3 separate regions of the Mus musculus genome follow, and all the other regions are linked to region 1. A link is a contact called in public HiChIP or PLAC-seq data. All regions are on one chromosome and are shown on one strand. Each heading gives the region's core, a stretch centred on a gene start, on an enhancer-like site or on the middle of the called end of the contact. The rest is flanking DNA. Distances are from core to core; before and after follow the strand shown. Region 1 holds the start of Ryr2 (ryanodine receptor 2, cardiac). Region 2 overlaps Ryr2 (ryanodine receptor 2, cardiac). Region 3 overlaps Ryr2 (ryanodine receptor 2, cardiac).

Region 1 (2,714 bases), core at 118-2,617:
AACTTTAACTTTGTAAGGACGAAAATAGGAAAGGTGGAAACAAAATGTAACCCACCTGAAAATTTCTGGGCAGTTTTAATGATGTACCAGATGCTGTAACATGTGTAGCAGAGATAAGTTAACGCAAAATTATTTATTGTATAACTCCTGACTATGAGTAGGTTGGGCATGTGGGAACGTTGCTTTCTCTATAATTTTTTTTCAGTGATATAAATGAAAACACTTAGAACTGAGAAAACATGTGTTGGATTTCTTGTCCCAGTTGCTTCCGACATTTTATTTCTTAGTCATAGTTACATACTACTTTTAAAAACATTTATTTATTTATGTGTATGACGGCTGTGTGTGGAGGCTGAGGAGAACTTGGAGTTCTTTCTTCCCACCATGTGGGTCCCTGGAATTGAACTCATCTAGTCAGGATTGGTGGCAAGTGCCTTCACCAGCTGAGCCGGCTAGCTGGCTTACAGCAGCTGTTTTTAAAATGGAGATTTGATGGCTTATGATTACATGGAGCATTGTGAGATTTGGATCCGGCATTTGTGGAGGAATGTTTAACTTTGCTCTCTCACGGCAGATCGCGGATACCACGGTGTGAGTTTAGCGCATTCAGTGATCGGACTGGTCCTTAGCACACCATACTTTATTGTAATTTCTTGCGCAGGTGCATTATGAATTTGTGTGTCTTGTATCACAATGCATGGCAAGATGCCTACTTTGTCGTTGAATGCTGGGATTGTTGTGCTGTCGTTGAGTACTTTTTAATATATACTTATTTTATCTATGCATATGTGCCTAATAAATGTATGTGCACGAAGTACCTTCAGGTGCCCATGGAGGCCAGAGGGCACTGGGTCTCCTGGAACCAGAGTGACAGGTGGTTGTGAGCTGTCTCGCGTGGGTGCTAGGAACCGAGGCGCATCCTCTACAAGATCAGTGAGTGCTCTTCTTCAGCCTTCTCTCTCACCCCTGTTGCTGAATAATTTGTTAAAACTCCTCGACCATCCACACCAGGCCCCTTGTGGTGAGAACTTAATCTGTGATGAGTCTGGTGCATGCTGACTCAATAACTAAGAAAACCACCTCTATCTCGTATGGAGGGAGTCGAAGTGTAAATATCGATCACACGTAGAGGCTCCCCATTCTGTGCACCGGGGGAGAAGGAGAGTTCCCCGTGCAATCCAAAAGGCCTTAGAAATGGGTGGCAAGTACTGTAGCAGGGCTCAGCGGGAAGCTGAGCTCCTTGGACTTGAGGTCAGGAAGGGCACAGGTGCAGGGGATGGCTGAGCGCTCTGGCACGCGCCAGTTGATTCCCCAAGCAGCCAGTAAGCGGCACTGTGCCCCGGCGCTGGCGGCCGGAGGAGCGGGCTGCGGATTACCTGCAGCAGCCGGGGCTGGCAGCTCCTCCCCGCCCGCCCCCAGCCCGCCCCCGCCGCTGCACTAGCCCGGCTCCGCGGGCTCCGGGCACTCGCTGGCGGGAGCCGGGGCCGAGCGCGCCGGGCAGTGGGGCCTCCTCCCTGCGTCCTCACGCCGGGCTGCCCTCCTCCCGCACCGTGCGGCGCAGGGAGGCCCCGCGCCTCGGCCGCCCCCGCGTGCCCGCCTCCGCCGCGCTGCAGGGGGACCGACCGCTGGGCTCTCGGCACCAGCAGCGCGGCCCCCCGGGTGCCTCGGGCTCCTGGCTGTGGCCGCCGCAGGGGCAGCGACCCGAGTAGCAGCCGTTGGAGCCCCTAGAACATCCTGGTTAGCAGTGACTAGAGCGTCCAGAGAAGCCGCAGCAGCAGCTTCAGCAGTAGCAGCAGCAGCATAAGTGGCCGCGGTCGTGGGGCTCCGCCGGGCTCCGGAGCCGGCCGGGCCAGGAGCGCGGAGCCATGGCTGATGCGGGCGAAGGCGAGGATGAGATCCAGTTCCTGAGAACTGTAAGTGCCACGTCGCGGCGCGCATCTCCCAGGGGAAGGGGTGCCTGGGAGCCCCCCGCAGGGTCCCCGTAGAGTGACAACCGGCTGCGGGGCCGCCTCTGGTCCGCCAGAGGCGCCCCAGGGATGCTGGAGGGGTCTGCATCACCACATGTGTGCAGGTGTGCGGGTCTGCCCGGGGAAGGGCAGGACGCGTGTCTGTGCGCGCATGTGGAAAACCAAGAGGACTCAGTGCGGTGACAGCGTGGCGAGCCAGCGGGAGGCACCCGGGCGGGCGCTACCCAGCTGCGGGAGCTGAATTGGCCAGGGACCTCTTCGACCGACTCAGGCTAGGGTGCAGGGCTGCGTGTTCCGTGGGGCGCGCTTAGCGTGGCGGCTCTGGCTTTCGCCGTCCCTGGGGCTTCAGGGCTGAGTCTGCGCGCCGTCACGGAGTGAAGACATCGCAATCCGAGTACTTGGCGGTGTCGATCATATAGTGACTGGCCAGGGCTGAGAAGGCTGCCCCCAGGGTGCCCCCAAGTCGAGCAGATACCAATGCCATGGAGGCTTGCTCCGGTGGTCCCCACGGTTCCCGGCATGGTGCCATGCTGGTTTTCGTGACGACAGCTTGCAGAGCGCATTGGAACCGTGTGTGTGTGTGTGTGTGTGTGTGTGTGTGTGTGTGTGTGTGTGTGCATGTGTGTGTGTGTGTGAGTGTGCGTTCCTGTGTGTTGTGTGTGTGTGTGCACGGACCGCATGAAAGAATTTACAGAGGCTGAGCATCATGAACATGTGTCGTTCTTTAAACGCTGGCTTGTTGAATAC
Region 2 (2,714 bases), core at 95-2,594, 170 kb after region 1:
GACTTTCTAGTGGTTCCCCAAGGGCCCCTCTCTCCACTGCTACTTATTTCTTTTCATTCTCGTGCCACTCTGGACTTTTTCTCCTGCCTCTTCCCAAACCTGGTCCTGCCCCTCCCCCATTTTTAATGACAGGTAAGGATTTCACACCCTAGTCACAATTTGCTACTCCTTTGAGCCTTGTGAAAGCTTGCACCAGGGGGTTCTGCTCTAGCAGACCTTCTCATGAATAATGCAATACCACAAGCCCCCTATTTCTTAGACCCTGATAAATTCTTGTATGAGTGTAACGTTGGTGTTCTTTTAAGTATCTGTGGAGAATCTCCATTTGTCAGAAGAATTCACCAACTTGCTTCTAATATGCAATGTAGCCTGCTATACCTGGCTGTAGTGAAGATTCCTGTCTCAGTGGGATTCCCTAACTCTTTCATGGTAAACCCACCTATTAGCTAGGCCATTGTGTTTGGGTTTGGGTAAGACTGGCTACTGTCCTAAGTAATCACTCTGCAGACTAGCCCTGAGCTATTCTAGCTCTGTTCTTTGTAATGCCTAATTAGTTTCACTGTCTCTACTAGAAGTAAATTTGAATGCTACTGAATAGATAACCTTCTCACTGCTTTCCAAGTTTGTTGGCTTCAAGGACTTTCTGGGACATTGGAACACTGGCGAAGGCTTAGCTATGTCAGAATTCAATCTAAAAAGGCACTTATAATAAGATAATACTAAAAGAGAGCACATGGATCCATACACCAGACTAACGCAGGGATAGGGTAAGAATATACGGGTTATGAGAATGCCAAAGTTCCAGGAGGTGAGTTTCCGTGAAACTCTTTGCCTCATGAGTGCTCCCAGGCCTCTCGGCCTGCCAAGCAAACTCCACTGGAGCGTGCGTAGCAATAAGTAGCATGCCCTGGGTATTCCCTATCTTTGCCTTCCAAGACTGGAATTACAGTCAGGCTATCACACCCACCGAGGGTTTACATGGGATCTGAAGTCAGGACCTCAGTATTGGGAAGCTCTAAACCACTGACGGTTTTCTCCCTATCCCAAAGTTGTCAGTATTTGACCCTTGAACCTGAATTTGCAGAACAGTCCAGTTGTGCTCTGGGTTTTCATGCTTCTCCTTTTCTAGATCTGAGAGTATGACTTAGCTGTGGTAGACACATGGCAGCCAGTGGAGCTGGCTTGGCAGGTTTTTCTCGGAAGAGCCAGAGAGTAAATATTTTAGGTATCTTGGGTCATGTTTTCTTCTCAACTCTGACATTTAGCCCCAGAGCAGCTGTAGACAGTATGCAAATAGATAAGCCTGGCTGTGAGCCTAAAAACTGTATTGATGGGCACAGAAATGTGTATTTCAGACATTTTGAGTGTAGGTGTTTATGTCTTGTAAGTGTGTGTGTGTATACACAGGTGGAGGTTAGAGGTCAAGGTCAGTTGTCTTTTCCTGTGGCTCTCCAGTTTCTTTTTGTGTCTAGGACCTCACTGAACCAGGAGCTCACTGGCTCACTGGCTGACTGTTCAGTGAGCTGGAAGGTTCCTCTAGGGGCTGCTCCCCCAGTGCTAGGATTTTAGGTGTGTGCTGCTGCCCCTAGATCTTCTGGGAATGTGGACTTCCTCCCTCCCTCCCTCCCCTCCCTCCCTCCCTCCCTTCCTGTTCCCCACCCCTCACACTCTTTGTATCTCTCTCTCCTCCCTTCTCACTTCTTCCCTTTCATTCCTCTGTCTCTTCCTTTCTCATTGGTTCATTTGTTCTTTGGCTTTGTTCTCCCTCCATTTCTGTCCTTCTAAGCCTGCCCAGCAAGGTGAATTTCTTCTGCTGCCCCCTCCTCTCTGCCTTGCTACAGAGTATATGGTCCTGTTCTCTCTGCTTTCTCTAGCCTGGAAAGTACGTGCTGGCAGAGACAACAACTCACCTGTCTCACCTCTCAGGAACTAACATATTTTTGAGGGAAGGAGACACTCAATAAATATATATTGATTTTTTTAAATTTCCTTTTATTCTTTAGAACCATGATAATACCGATATTCTGTTCTGACAGTTCATCAGTTCATTTGGCTTTGAAAAGATTCTCCTATACTCCCATAGTACACAGAGATTGCTTTCCTGCCTTGTGGAATTAATTGAATGTCTTTAGCTTGACTTGAATAAACACTTGTGGCTACAATAATGCTTAATTCTATGCTGATTGGCTATGTGTTTGGTGCAGTGCACTTGGAGTGATATTTAATTTACTACTTGATATAAAGCATGATTCTCCATTGCCATATATAATATAAAGAATAAAAGGCTGTACAGAAAAATTCTGAAGATAAATAATTTCAAAAGTTCACATAATTAAAATGCTAACATCTTTTGCTAGTATAATTTTCTAATATCTGCATAAAATATCTTAGCTGCAAACATTGGTATGTGATAATGAAGATCATGAAGTTACATATTAATACAAAATGGAGCAATCATTTTGAAAAATTGTTATTTCTGATAAAATTAAAGTTTTATGACATAGCCTGGAAATCCACTCTTGGTTATTATCTATCCAAGAGTTATGTATCTGCTTCTGCTCAGAGGCTTATGTGTTTAGGCATTTTTTTCCCCTCATAACAGCCTCAAATGGAGAAACAACCAAAATTGCCATCAGCTGACAAAGGGATATTATATAATTTTAAAAAATCAACTATTCATTTGTTTCTATAATGACTAGGATACTGTCACTCAA
Region 3 (2,714 bases), core at 151-2,650, 150 kb after region 1:
ATGAAGGCCAAGCTGCACACGTGCTATGTATGAGCCGGGAGACCTAGGTCGAGCCTGTGTGTGCTCTTTGGTTGGTGGTTCAGACTCTGAGAGCCCCAAGTGTCAAGGTTAGTTGACTCTGTTAGTCTTCCTATTCTATTAGAGTAGAATACTATTGAAAACTTACCGCTTCCAATAAAGATCAAATCAAATGCTCATCTATGAGGTACTTTCAGCTAATGGACATATATTATCTAACCCACTTGATCTCTTGTGTGTGTGTATGCATGTATGTATGTGTGTTTGTATGTGAGAGTGTTGGAGTGCATGTGCATATATGAGCATGTGTGTATGGAGGCCTGAAGTTGACATGGGTGTGTCTTCCTCTATTGCTCTCCATTTTATATATTGAGGCAGGGTCTCTTGTGGAACCCGGAGTTTGCTATCTTGGCAAGTCTTTTTAGCTAGTTTGCTTCCAAAGATCCCTTGTCTCTGTCTCAGCATGGCATTACAGGTGCATTGTTATCCCCAGCCAGATTTGCTTGGGTTCTGGGGATCTGACTCTAATCTATTCTTGCACAGTGAATGAATTACTCACTAAGCTGTCTCCCTGCCCCCCTTTATCTTTTACTCACCCTAATTTCCATGTTGCCACAGCTGTTAAACTATTTCATAAATGTAAGCTAGTTTCAAGAATTTATAAGAAGAAATGAATTCCTTGGCTCAAGGTTTCTGAGACCCTTTCTTCTATTTTGGTGTCTATCAGGCTAGTTTGTTATGTTTCAGATGGCTTCATGATAATATCTTCAATATTTTGTCATATAGTTTGGCGTATTAGATAAGATACATCTAGTTCACTGCCAGACATCCCAACACTTCCAGACAGCTGCACAGTGCCATACAGCTGTACACCGCCATACTGCTATACAGTGCCAGACAGCTGCACAGTGCCAGACAGCTACACAGTGCCATACAGCTGTACACTGCCATACAGCTATACAGTGCCAGACAGCTGCACAGTGCCACATAGCTGCACAGTGCCAGATAGCTGCACAGTGCCAGACAGCTGCACAGTGCCAGACAGCTACATACTGCCACTGCCAGACAGCAGCACAGTGCCAGACAGCTGCACAGTGCCAGACATCTGTACACTGCCATACAGCTATACAGTACCAGACAGCTGCACAGTGTCATACAGCTGTACACTGCCAGACAGCTTCACAGTGCCAGACAGCTGCACAGTGCCAGACAGCTGTACACTGCCATACAGCTGTACAGTGCCATTCAGCTACATACTGCCACTGCCAGACAGCTGTACACTGCCAGACAGCTGTAAACAGCCATACAGCTGTACAGTTCTAGACAGCTGCACAGTGTCAGACAGCTGCACAGTGCCAGACAGCTGTACACTGCCATACAGCTGTACACTGCCATACAGCTGTACAGTGACAGGCAGCTGCACAGTGACAGGCAGCTGTACAGTACCATACAGCTGTACAGTGACAGGCAGCTGTACAGTGCCAGACAGCTGTACAGTGACAGGCAGCTGCACAGTGCCAGACAGCTACACATGCATCCTATTTCTCAGTCACACAGATCAGCTCTTTTGCACTTCAGGTCCCTGTCTCCCCATTTGCTATCAATGTTCTGTAGCTCTCTGTCCCCTGTTCCTTATATTCCTGGTGTCTTACCACACAGTACTCTCAGTTCTTTGCCACAGTTGTCTTCTCAGTTCCTTCACCACAAAGGCCATCCCTGTGATGACCCCTGTAGCAGGTGTGAAAGGATGCTCAAATGGAGGAGGTGATGGCTCCTGCAGAGCCTGACCCGTGGAGAAGCTGACCTGTGCTGCAGCTGGAAGACAGGCTGCGTAGCTTGCAGGGCCTAGTAGTCTGTTAGCTATTTTCCTGTTGTGTGATGAGCACATGACCAAAAGCGACTTACAGAAGGAAGGGTTTCTTTTGAGTTACAGTTCCAGAGGGGTCGAGACCATAAAGAGTGAGAAAGTGTGGCATGGTGCAGCAGCAACAGGATGTATGCTCACATTTCTTCCACACACAAGAAGCAGACAGAGAGAAAACAGGAAGTGAGACCAGGCTACAAAGCCTTAAACCCACCCCCAGTGACATATTTCTTCCAGCAAAAAACCTCTTAAAGACTTTATAATATCTCCCAACATGAGCCTAGAGGGGGCATTTCACATTCAAACTACTGAAGGCAATAAGGAGGAAATTCTAAAGAAAAGTCCTAAGTGTCTGGTATTGATTATTGCTTAATAGAAAGTGTCACGTGTTGAGATATGGAAAGTGGGTGAATGGAAATACTTTGAGGAACAGCAGAAACATCTATGTGTTGGGCATATTAAATTCCAAAGAAAATACACATCCCTACCAGGTGAGGTGGCATATGTCTGCCATCCCAGCACTCAGAGGTGGAGGCAGGGGGGATCAAGAGTTCAAGGCAAGCCTCAGCCTACACAGCAAGTTCGAGGCTAGCCTGGGTTCTGTGTGATTCTTAAAAAGGACTAAAATGATACAATTTGTGGGTGCTGAGAAGATGGTATATCTGAGCCTTTTTTCCTACCTCTGTGTTCCTCTGATGTTTGTATAAAAGCACACAAGCCTTTTCTGTCGACGTCACAGGCTTTAGGTTTGCTAAGTCTTTGATGGCAGGAAGCCGAGCCCTTCTCCTCTCTGGAGATTGTTGATGGCTCATGAGGAAACCATCAAGGTTTC

The links. HiChIP or PLAC-seq counts read pairs in DNA pulled down with a chosen protein or histone mark.
Region 2: an H3K4me3 HiChIP or PLAC-seq map of embryonic stem cells shows a contact between it and region 1, with 8 times the contacts expected there. The contact joins the enhancer-like site here to the promoter of Ryr2 in region 1. A contact is called at or near these places in 8 of 39 promoter capture datasets (the C10 cell line, embryonic stem cells, hippocampal neurons and 2 more), 2 of 15 datasets of contacts at CTCF or cohesin (embryonic stem cells and large pre-B cells), 16 of 484 Hi-C or Micro-C datasets (the HL-1 cell line, cerebellar granule neurons, cerebral cortex and 2 more), 13 of 115 datasets of contacts at active chromatin or transcription factors (the SCID.adh cell line, cardiomyocytes, embryonic stem cells and 1 more) and 1 of 9 other capture datasets (embryonic stem cells).
Region 3: a contact with region 1 is called in an H3K4me3 HiChIP or PLAC-seq map of the SCID.adh cell line, with 12 read pairs. The contact joins the enhancer-like site here to the promoter of Ryr2 in region 1. A contact is called at or near these places in 2 of 39 promoter capture datasets (the C10 cell line and hippocampal neurons), 1 of 484 Hi-C or Micro-C datasets (cerebral cortex), 4 of 115 datasets of contacts at active chromatin or transcription factors (the SCID.adh cell line, embryonic stem cells, neural progenitor cells and 1 more) and 2 of 9 other capture datasets (adipose tissue and embryonic stem cells).

The regions. Positions count from the first base shown.
Region 1 is chr13:12,105,598-12,108,311 of GRCm38.p6, reverse strand. Ryr2 (ryanodine receptor 2, cardiac) reads left to right here and starts at 1,367. Exons shown (of 105, transcript NM_023868.2): 1 at 1,367-1,913. The coding sequence starts at 1,866.
Region 2 is chr13:11,932,286-11,934,999 of GRCm38.p6, reverse strand. All of the region lies in intron 2 of Ryr2 (ryanodine receptor 2, cardiac), which reads left to right. Among named protein-coding and RNA genes, the nearest start is that of Ryr2, 170 kb to the left of the region's middle. Within about 2 kb of position 1,344, at least 17 of the 459 cell types and tissues checked have an H3K27ac peak or open chromatin away from gene starts, as enhancers often do. A contact at or near this core is called in embryonic stem cells, where this site is marked.
Region 3 is chr13:11,958,382-11,961,095 of GRCm38.p6, reverse strand. All of the region lies in intron 1 of Ryr2 (ryanodine receptor 2, cardiac), which reads left to right. Among named protein-coding and RNA genes, the nearest start is that of Ryr2, 150 kb to the left of the region's middle. Within about 2 kb of position 1,400, at least 48 of the 459 cell types and tissues checked have an H3K27ac peak or open chromatin away from gene starts, as enhancers often do. A contact at or near this core is called in the SCID.adh cell line, where this site is marked.